Linked DNA regions of Drosophila melanogaster: region 2 is linked to region 1. Evidence: chromatin contacts called from public targeted proximity ligation data. All regions are on one chromosome and are shown on one strand. The core of a region is the stretch at or near the end of the contact, and the rest is flanking DNA. Distances in the headings are between cores, read along the strand shown. Region 1 holds the start of Tollo (tollo). Region 2 holds the start of comm2.

Region 1 (4,921 bases), core at 2,326-4,825:
CCACCAGGATGGGTATGTAATCCAGTTTCGGCGGCTGATTTAGGATCATTTTCGTGGAGGTGGCATTCGAGGCATTCTCGCCACCAGCCTGCTCTGCATAGTTAAAGTTGTTATCCAGACCCAAGGGCAAGGTCTGAGAGCACTGAACAACGGGCAGGGAAGCAGGTTCTCCGGATCCCGGGTAGATGACCATCTGCTGGGTGCTATTTCCACTGATCACATCGCACTTCATCTTCAGCTTGTCCACCACATACTCATGACGATTTATGTAGTCCCTAAGCTTATCAATGAATTCACAGCTGCAGGTCCAGGGATTGGAGGCCAGACGCAGTTCGTTCAGATAACTGGGCAGGAAGTTCCAGACGGCGAATGATGTGATGGCATTGTGATCCAATCGCAGAATTTTCAGGTGATACAGGTGCGTAAAGGTGAGGGTATCGATCGTAGCTATAGCGTTGTGCTGTAGATATAGTTCTTGGAGGTTATCCAATCCCTGGAATTCGTTGCCATTTAAGGCCTTCAACTGATTACTTTGCAATTGGAGAACCTCCAGCTCCAGAAGTCCATAAAAGGTGCGATTGTGAAGCACCTCGATCCTGGAGTGGTTCAAGTGCAGCACCTTTAGCCTCTTGCGACCGATGAACGCATGACTCTGCAGCTCCCGGAAATTGTTTCCATCCAGATACAGCTGAGTGGAATCCATGGGAATGTGTGATGGCAGAGTCTGCTCATAGGAAGCCCGGCTGCAGTCCACCACATTCGATGTCCAGGACTGATCGTGGTAGCAGGAACACCTATCCGGGCACTCCATTTTGCAGTCACACGCCTGGAAATCGCAGCAATGGCACAGGGCAAAGCAATGTGAGGCGTATTTGCAAAGGAAATCATCGGACTTGGCCTCTATCAGGGAGACATGTGAAGATCCTCGAGCGTAAGCCAACCGGCAGTGAATCTGGTCCAAGTCCATGAGTTGCGGCTGAGTACGCGACTCACGATTCACCTTTTGCAGCCAGTCCAAGTTACAGTCACACTCGTAAGCATTGTGACCAATATAGAACTCCGGAATCTCACGATCCTCGGCGATGGGTGACAAGCGGAGAGCATTGGGTTCCAAGGTGGTCAAGCGATTCCTCACCAAATCCACCCGCGTCAAATTGGGCTTCTTGAAGAACGTGTACGGCTGAATCTTGGAGATCTGGTTATCGTTCAAGTACAAAACTTCCACACTATTTGGTATAGAGCTAGCCGTTATCTCCGTCAGCAGATTATAGCTGGCATCAAAGGTACTCAGACTCAGTTCGCTTTCGATCTCGAAATAGTTGCCCAACTGAGTGATCCTATTGGCCCGAACATCCAGCCACTGCAATCCGATGGGAATGTGCGAGTAATCGAATTTCTCGAGACGATTACCCGAGATATTCAGCCACACCAAGTTGGGCAGTTCCGTGAAGAGGCCAGCAATGGATTTTAGCTGATTTCCATCCAGTCTGATGGCCTGAAGCTGACTATTCCTCTGCAGTGAACCAGCCTCGATGGACTTTAGCTTGTTCTGGGACAGGTTAAGGATCTGCAGGGAGCTCATGCGATCGAAAACTCCTCGCCGGATGTGGGTGAGAGAGTTCTCCGTCATCCGGAGGCCATACAGACTCTCCAGCTGGGTGATGCTAGTGTTCTCGATCTGACTGATCATGTTCTCGCCCACATCGAGGGTTTTGAGTAGTTGAACATGGGCCAGAGCTTCGGGCACCGCCTGCAGCTTGTTGTCGTTCAAGTGCAGATCCTGCAACTGGCTGCAGTTCACCAGGGATCTCTGATCCATTCGGGATATCCTGTTGAAGTCCAAGGAGAGCACAAGTAGATTCTTCAAGCCCTGCAGAGTGCGCTGTTCGATGACTGAGATGCGATTGCGCGAGAGGATCAGTGTGTGCAGGTTGGTGAGATCCGCGAAGATTCCCCCCGGCAGCTGATCGATGTAGTTATCCTCCAGTTTCAGGATCTGTAAACTGGCCAGGGGCCTAAAGATGTGAGCCTCCAGGCGGCTGATCTTATTAGCCGATAAATCCAGCATCATGAGACGCTTGAGACCCACAAATGTGGCAGCATTGATCCACTGGGAATTCAGTTCGTTGCTTGCCAAGTCGAGAACTAAAAGTTCAGCCAACTCTCCGAAGATTCCTGGGGCCAGTACATTGATGGAATTGTTCCTCAAGTAAATTTCCTGCAGTTGTTTGGTCTCCGCGAAGAGCTCTGGCGGCAAAGAGGTCAATCGGTTCGCCGAAAGATCCACAACCCTCAGCGAAAGAAGACCCTCGAAGGCGCGATCGGCCAGAAAACTCATACTGTTCTTGGCCATATTCAGATGGGTCAGTCGGCCCAGAGCCGATAACATTGCCGTGGGCAAGCTGACCATCTTGTTGGCACTCAGATCCAAACTTTGCAGTGTGGAGCCGCAAACTCGTGCCTTCCGCGAACTGAGCGAGGCACTGAAGTAAAAGTTGCTGATGTCCTGAATTTTGTTGTACGAAGCATTCAGGTGCTGCAGGGATTTCAGGGGGCACACCATGCCATCCGGTATCAGCCAGATGTTGTTGAGACTCAGATCCAAACGCTCCAGCTGGCGGAACTCCACGAAGCTATTGGATGCCATCTCCAGCGACATTGTGGACCAATCGCCATTGTGCGTGCGAATCGTGAGGTTTCGCAGCTCCTGCAGACCACGGAAAGATCCATCCGTGAGATTGCCCAGCTTGCAGTACTCGATGGTGAGATCCCTGAGTTCCACCAGCGATCTGAAGCTATCCGGACTCAGACTGCTCTGGAAGAACAGGGCATCGTTGCACTCCAGACGCAGGCGCACCGTGTTCTGCGGCTGGATCACGCTAAAGTTGGTGTTCTCCAGCTCCGAGTTGATGGTCCTCAGGTGACAGACCAGAGTGATGTCATGCTCCCCGCCGCCGGACCAGCGGCACTCATCGGGAGCCTGGTACAACACCGTCTTGCTGAGGGCTGCCCCGAAAATGGGTATTACACAGGTGGCAATCAGCACGTACAGCATGTGGGTGGTGGCCAGCATTTTTGGTGGTTCCTAAACTTCGAATGGGGTTTCGATTTTGGTTAATCGGGGAGGTTATGAGGGGCTTCTTTTGGTCTTTCACTGCTCGTTCTATTTTTCGCCCATTTTGTGTGTGTGCTTATTTGGGATTTTTTAAATTATTTTGTTTTTTGTTTGGTTTTATAGCGCAGCTTTGCACAATCGCCACTTTTCACAACAACACCACATCAACCGATTTAATGCTTGATCTAAAACGATTTTCTTGTTTCTTCCCGCTGGCTATGTAATTTTCTTTATCTTCTTATATCTTTTGATTTCGGTTGCATTCGTTTTTCGATTTCTATATCTTAATTTTATTGCTTTGCAGTTGTTTCGCGTTGACCGTAATCCAAGTGGGGGGTGCGATAGCGCGATTGATAAATTGTGTTCCAATTTTTCTCGAAGCGATACTTCTTCTTTTTTCTATTTCATCCGCTGAACGACAAACGCGCGTCCGCTCGGCTCGAAGTCAACTCAAAAACTGATCGCTCTCTCCGGTTTTCAGCCAGCAGCAAGTGCCGCTGAAAATCACTCATCCGCCTGAGTGACTATGTGAGTGAGTAGCTGAGTACCTGAGTAAATGAGTAAGTGAGCACTCATTGAGCACGCACACAGAACCAAGGAACTAGAGCGAGATGCGATCGAGTAAACAAAACTATGCAATCCGAACGCAAACGCATTGCACGTAATGGCCCACAGTGCACAGTGGGCCGAATAGCAACGAATTGCACTCGGTGGGCAGGTAGAATTAGCATGGGGTTTTGCAACAAAGCAAAGCAAAGATGGAAGATGTGAGGAAGTGAGATCGCGGGAGATGGGCAGGTGATATTAGTCTACAGAAACATGTGTAATTTTAAGACCAAGGATATTCCAAATCTGCAATACTTTAGGGTCAAGGATGCCGACGGAAGGAATAGGTAAATCGATATGCTAGATCTGTATAGCGATCTCCCGATCTGATAAAAAAAGTTCCCTAGAGAAGTAGATGGATGGGACAACTATTAAATAATATGAAATATGTAACAAGTGCGGCACTGTAATCCACAAAGAAAATTTCAAAGCAGTTATTCAAAAGTATAGGAATAAAAGAATCCACAACTTATACTTCTGGAGAATAAAGGTCATTTGACTCATGAATAATGTTTAATTATAAATTAGAATTAAATATTATTATTATTATAATATAATAATGTTTAAAATTGTATATAGTATGAAAATAGGAAATAAATTCAAATACCAATTCGATACGGACAAACAATCTAAGGAAGGACCTCTGCAGTTATCTTATACGATTTCCGGTGTCGTGGCTTTAAATACAAATCAAATTAGTCCACACCTCAAATATTTGTCACGCCAAAACAACCTTGATCTTTGGACAATAACTCCCCGTCCCAGCAGGTTCACACCCACAGCTGGCACCTTGCCGATTTGGGCCCACTGTGCGCACTATGTGCCTCCCCGCCGTTTCCCGCCTGTCGGTTCCGCTGAGCGTCAAAGCCGAGCAAACAATTTCAATTCCAATGAGACATTGACACTCGTCACACCGGTTAGACGAGTTCTACTCCACGAAAACCCAGCTGAGCGTTGAGTACTCAGCGCAATTGAGTGTTTTTCCATATTCAGCAGATGAGATATATCCGTTGAGAGAAACGAAAGAGAACCGATTTGCTGAATCGACGGATTCGAGTGCAAGTGGCGGCTGATCTTCGGCTTTTCTTTGCTTGCCTTGCAGACAGCCACAAAAACCGAAAACGAGACGAAAAAAAAGCAGAGAATAATCATAAAAAATTATTGAAATCAATTGTTAATTCAGCCAATGTCAGTTTGATA
Region 2 (4,260 bases), core at 1,183-3,682, 460 kb before region 1:
CCAAAGACCAAAGACTAAAGACACCAACTGGCCGGGGACTCATTAATTTAAGTTTTGTTCGCGGGCAGGGAGACGACCAAAACACAGTAGTCGGCATTGAAGACACAAAGCCCAGAATGCCTAAATGGCTCATTAGGGTCTTAAATTAAAGCTACTTGGCCCAAGTCGGTCAACTAAGCCGACGTGCGGAGAAAGAAAAAGAAAGCGGCGCGAAGACAAGACCACAATGCGGAGGAACTCAGATATACATTATGCACATACATATATATATATGCCGAAGCTACCGAACTACCCTGAGAATAGGTTAAGGCCCAAGAAAACCCAAGGCGGGCCTTAGCCTCCTTAATTAAATTGCCATTGTCTCTTCTCACGGTCCGTGACAGTTGATTGCAAAAGAACCGCATACCTGGCGTACTTAGATGGGCGGTTTTAAGTGCAGGGAATGGGAATTGGAATCGGAATGGTATTGGGACTGGTATTCGCCCATATGGGTTAGCCGCACTAACCAGAGAAGAATGCCCGGATAATTGTCTGTCCTCTGTCTTCAAGACGTCATCGTTGCGCAGACAACCTCCGGCATTTTGCTAATCTCCCCAGCCTCTCTGCTGATTCATTTCCTCAACGAGATTAGCCGATCGTGATAAGAACTGCTCACTTCTGGCCGCTCTTCGATGAGCTCATCAGGAAGCATTGAGCCCGGAGACCATAGGCAATCCTTTGTGAATCGCAACAAGATTCATCTTAGACTCTGTCTTGTTGAAAAGCAATTTCTCCTCAATCTTCCAGCGGGTGCTGATCTTATCCGGCCTGTTTTGAGTGCTTGTATTTATGTGATTTTTATCGACGGGGGCCTCGTAATGGGAAATGGCAACGCATTTCGGAGGGGGCACTTCAAAGTTAATTATTAGGGGATGGCTATAGAGTTATAGTTGATTTATTGGGCTGTTATGGGGCCGGAGAAAATGCTTAGAAATGTGTTTTACCACCAACCAGTACAGCTAATTTTGCGACTCGGTGGGAAATTAGTTCCAGAGGCTCATAGAAGTTTAAGTAAAATAATTATTTCAATACTTAAATATGCTACCTTTAATGTCTTGGTATTTGCATTGACAACCGTTAAGAGGCAATCCCGAAACCATTTTCCAAAGATTATGTCATACCCTAGTCTGCGCCTCTTTGATTGCAAGGATAATCCCCCGTCAGCTTTCCCTGCTCATCCACAAAACCTCCAATTACACACACATCAATCCCATAAATGGACAACTATTGTATCTACTCGATCCTCAGTGCCAATCCCCGTTCCCGGTTCCATTCTCAAGATCCAAAAGCAAAGACCTAACCCTACCTGCTGCTATCGCCAAAAAGTGATCAACCCAAAGCCAGGTGATCATCGCGTCGCCCACAAAATTGCTGCCCGAAATAAGATATCTGCACGTAGCTGTAATTTAAAACTCCACCGAGCCAAAAGGAAAAAATAAGACAAAATTGAAGAAGAAGAAGAGAAGTCTCGGGCCCCTTTGGGCAACAACAACAGTCCCACAAACACATTATCCTACAGCAATAATTTCTCTTTCCCCGGCGAACAATGCAGCGGAACAAGAACTGAACTGTACACCTAGCGGAAAAATGTGCCGTGAAATTTGAGGAAGAAATTTCTAAGATACCCATAAAAGTTCGAATAATGACAAGAAAGATCGACAAAAAAACGAATAATTATTTAAACACCTTTAGTATTTGATGCTTATATCAAATTTTTAAATCAATTTTAAAGTCATACATTTGGGTATAGTCACTTATCATGTAAGTCCTTGCTCCTTTTTCGACATAATTAATATTTCAATTTTTTCAATATACAATACATTCTATAATTTCCTATTGACAAAATAATTTTCCCTATTTTTTTCGACTGCAAGGAAATGGAGATATGTCATTTGCCCGGCTGCAGAACGATCCGAAATCGAAGGAGCCGCCAGAGAAATGAAGATCGATGCCACAGGGTAGTCCCTCTATCCTCTCTCCTTCCCAATCCCTATTCCCATCCCAAATCCTCTCCCTTTTCCCTCTCTTCTGCTTGAGCAACATGTGCGCCGCTTTGTAACGCCAATTATGGTCCCATAATTCCTGGGCATTGTCAGTTTCTGTGGGAGCACAAAAGATGCGCTCCGGGAATCGGAATCGAAATGGGAATTACAAGATACAAGATCGTTTCACGGCGAGAGAACGTTCTCAGCGATGCGTATCCGAGCGGCAAATGAGCAAGAAGAGAGGAGTGATCGAGATCTTGGCCAGGTAGATTTGGATTTACACTCCGGACCGGATGGGATCGGATCGGATCGACTCGAGTCGGCTCGGTTCGGTTCTCTCTTGAGTGGAATGGAGTTAAACTCGTGGAGCTGCTCGGCTTGACCGCTCGACGATCGGCCGCTCAAATCAGTTTGTTTGTAGACTCAGACGTCGACGGACGTGTGCGTTCGTTTAAAGAAACCGGAGACTAAGAACGATCCACGAGATACAGATACCGATATCGCAGCAGTGAAAGTGTGCCGCAACGGATACAACAGCAGAGATATAGATACAAATAGAGATTACACCCGCCAGTCGACCGATATAAAAGTAAACCATGGAGGAATTGCCGCGCGCATTAAACTACGAACTCTCGCACGATTTGCATTTCGATCATTACGCCGGTGCCGCAGCTCAGAAGATTCTGAACAGCGGGAGAAGTTCTCCTGAAGCCTCCACCCCGACCATCACCACATTGGATGCCATCTCCAGCAGTGATTTCCTGAAACAGATTGGCCAGCAGATCCTCAGTTCCATCCAACTGAAACATCAGCATCAGCTCAACGAAGTCAGCCATCCGAGGAATTCCACCAGCGAGGAGATCATGGATTTCGATCTGGCCAATCGGGTGATTCTGGACAGCAGCAGTGTGGATCAGCTGCAGCAGCAGTTGGAGTACGATAAATTCATGAACGAGGTGTGGATCGGCATCGTCTTCACCCTGATCCTCATCTCGATGGTCTTCTGCATCTGCTCCTGCTTCCTGTACCATCAGTTCCGCACCTGGAAACGCAATTGTAAGTATTCCGCATTAGAAATGGGAAAATGTTCATATGGCATCCGTATATATTTGTTAATTGAGATTAAGATCTTATCGACTGCCTGTTTTGATTAGCCAGTACTGCCAAAAAAAAAAAAAAAAAAACACTCACACAATTCAAGCCACATAAACAAGTCGAAATTCCAGGCCATTATAAACGATTTTATTGCTGAAATTAGGTGACCTGACTTCAACCGTCATCAGGGAAATATACTCCATTAGAAGTGGAAATCTTTTCGTATTTTATTCCGTCTTAAGTGCTTCCACATCTCTAATGATTCACTTTGTTACGTCAATCTATTTTTTTTTTTTTTTGAGGTCGTAAAAGCGAAGTATTTCGTTAACTGTCGTCAGGTTCAAGAACAAACACCAATTTTCTGTAGTTCGTGATGCGGCCTAAAAAGTCACGAAACCTTGGAAAAAAATTAGCACATCGCCAACGAAATGGCAGAAAAGTGCGGCAAAAAATTTCAGAGAAATTCGTCTACCTCGAGTTTAATTCGAAAGCGGTGCCAAGGCAATTATGAAAAAGAATGCAGCGAAGAGAAAATATTTAAAAAGTTAATGGAAATGAAAGCCAGCAAATAGGGCAAAACAAATGCGGGCAGAAGCAATTGTAATATTGCAACTGGGTCGAGGTCTTCATTAATCTCGCCCAGTCAACTCCAATCCAACGAAGGCAAATACTAATAAACAATTATTGTTCTTTGTTTTGCAGATCGCAACAATGCAAATGGCTCGACGCAGTGCACCATTGTAGATATAGAGGCGTTGAAACTGCATCCGGATGTGGAGGATCCGGTTCCGGAATACACCCTAGTATCTGGATTGCCCAGCTACGAGGCGGCTCTGGAGCTGCTACAAAAATCCCCGCAGTCATCCTGCCTGATTGTCTATCCGAGTGTGTTCAATGTGTTCAATAAGCAGGAGAGGAGCAGCCAGGAGCTGCAGCATCCAGGAGTTGCAACATCAGCACCTCCAGCCGCACCCGAGAATCACCTGGCACCGCAGACACCTTCGTTTTGTGATGCCACAATGCCGCTGCTCCCAGCAACAACAGCAGCAGCAGCAACACATGCAGCAGCAACAGTAACAGCAGTAACAGCAGCAACAGCAACATCTGCAACATTGGCAGCTTCGCCCACGTGCGAGTCGAT

The links.
Region 2: a contact with region 1 is called in a targeted proximity ligation map of the Kc167 cell line, with 3 times the contacts expected there. A contact is called at or near these places in 20 of 107 Hi-C or Micro-C datasets (the Kc167 cell line, the ML-DmBG3-c2 cell line, the OSC cell line and 4 more) and 3 of 7 datasets of targeted methods (all in the Kc167 cell line).

The regions. Positions count from the first base shown.
Region 1 is chr3L:15,234,273-15,239,193 of dm6, reverse strand. It overlaps Tollo (tollo), which reads right to left and starts at 3,575. Exons shown (of 1, transcript NM_080018.2): 1 at 1-3,575. The coding sequence starts at 3,073.
Region 2 is chr3L:15,698,022-15,702,281 of dm6, reverse strand. It overlaps comm2, which reads left to right and starts at 2,432. Exons shown (of 2, transcript NM_140544.2): 1 at 2,432-3,080; 2 at 3,822-4,260. The coding sequence starts at 2,621.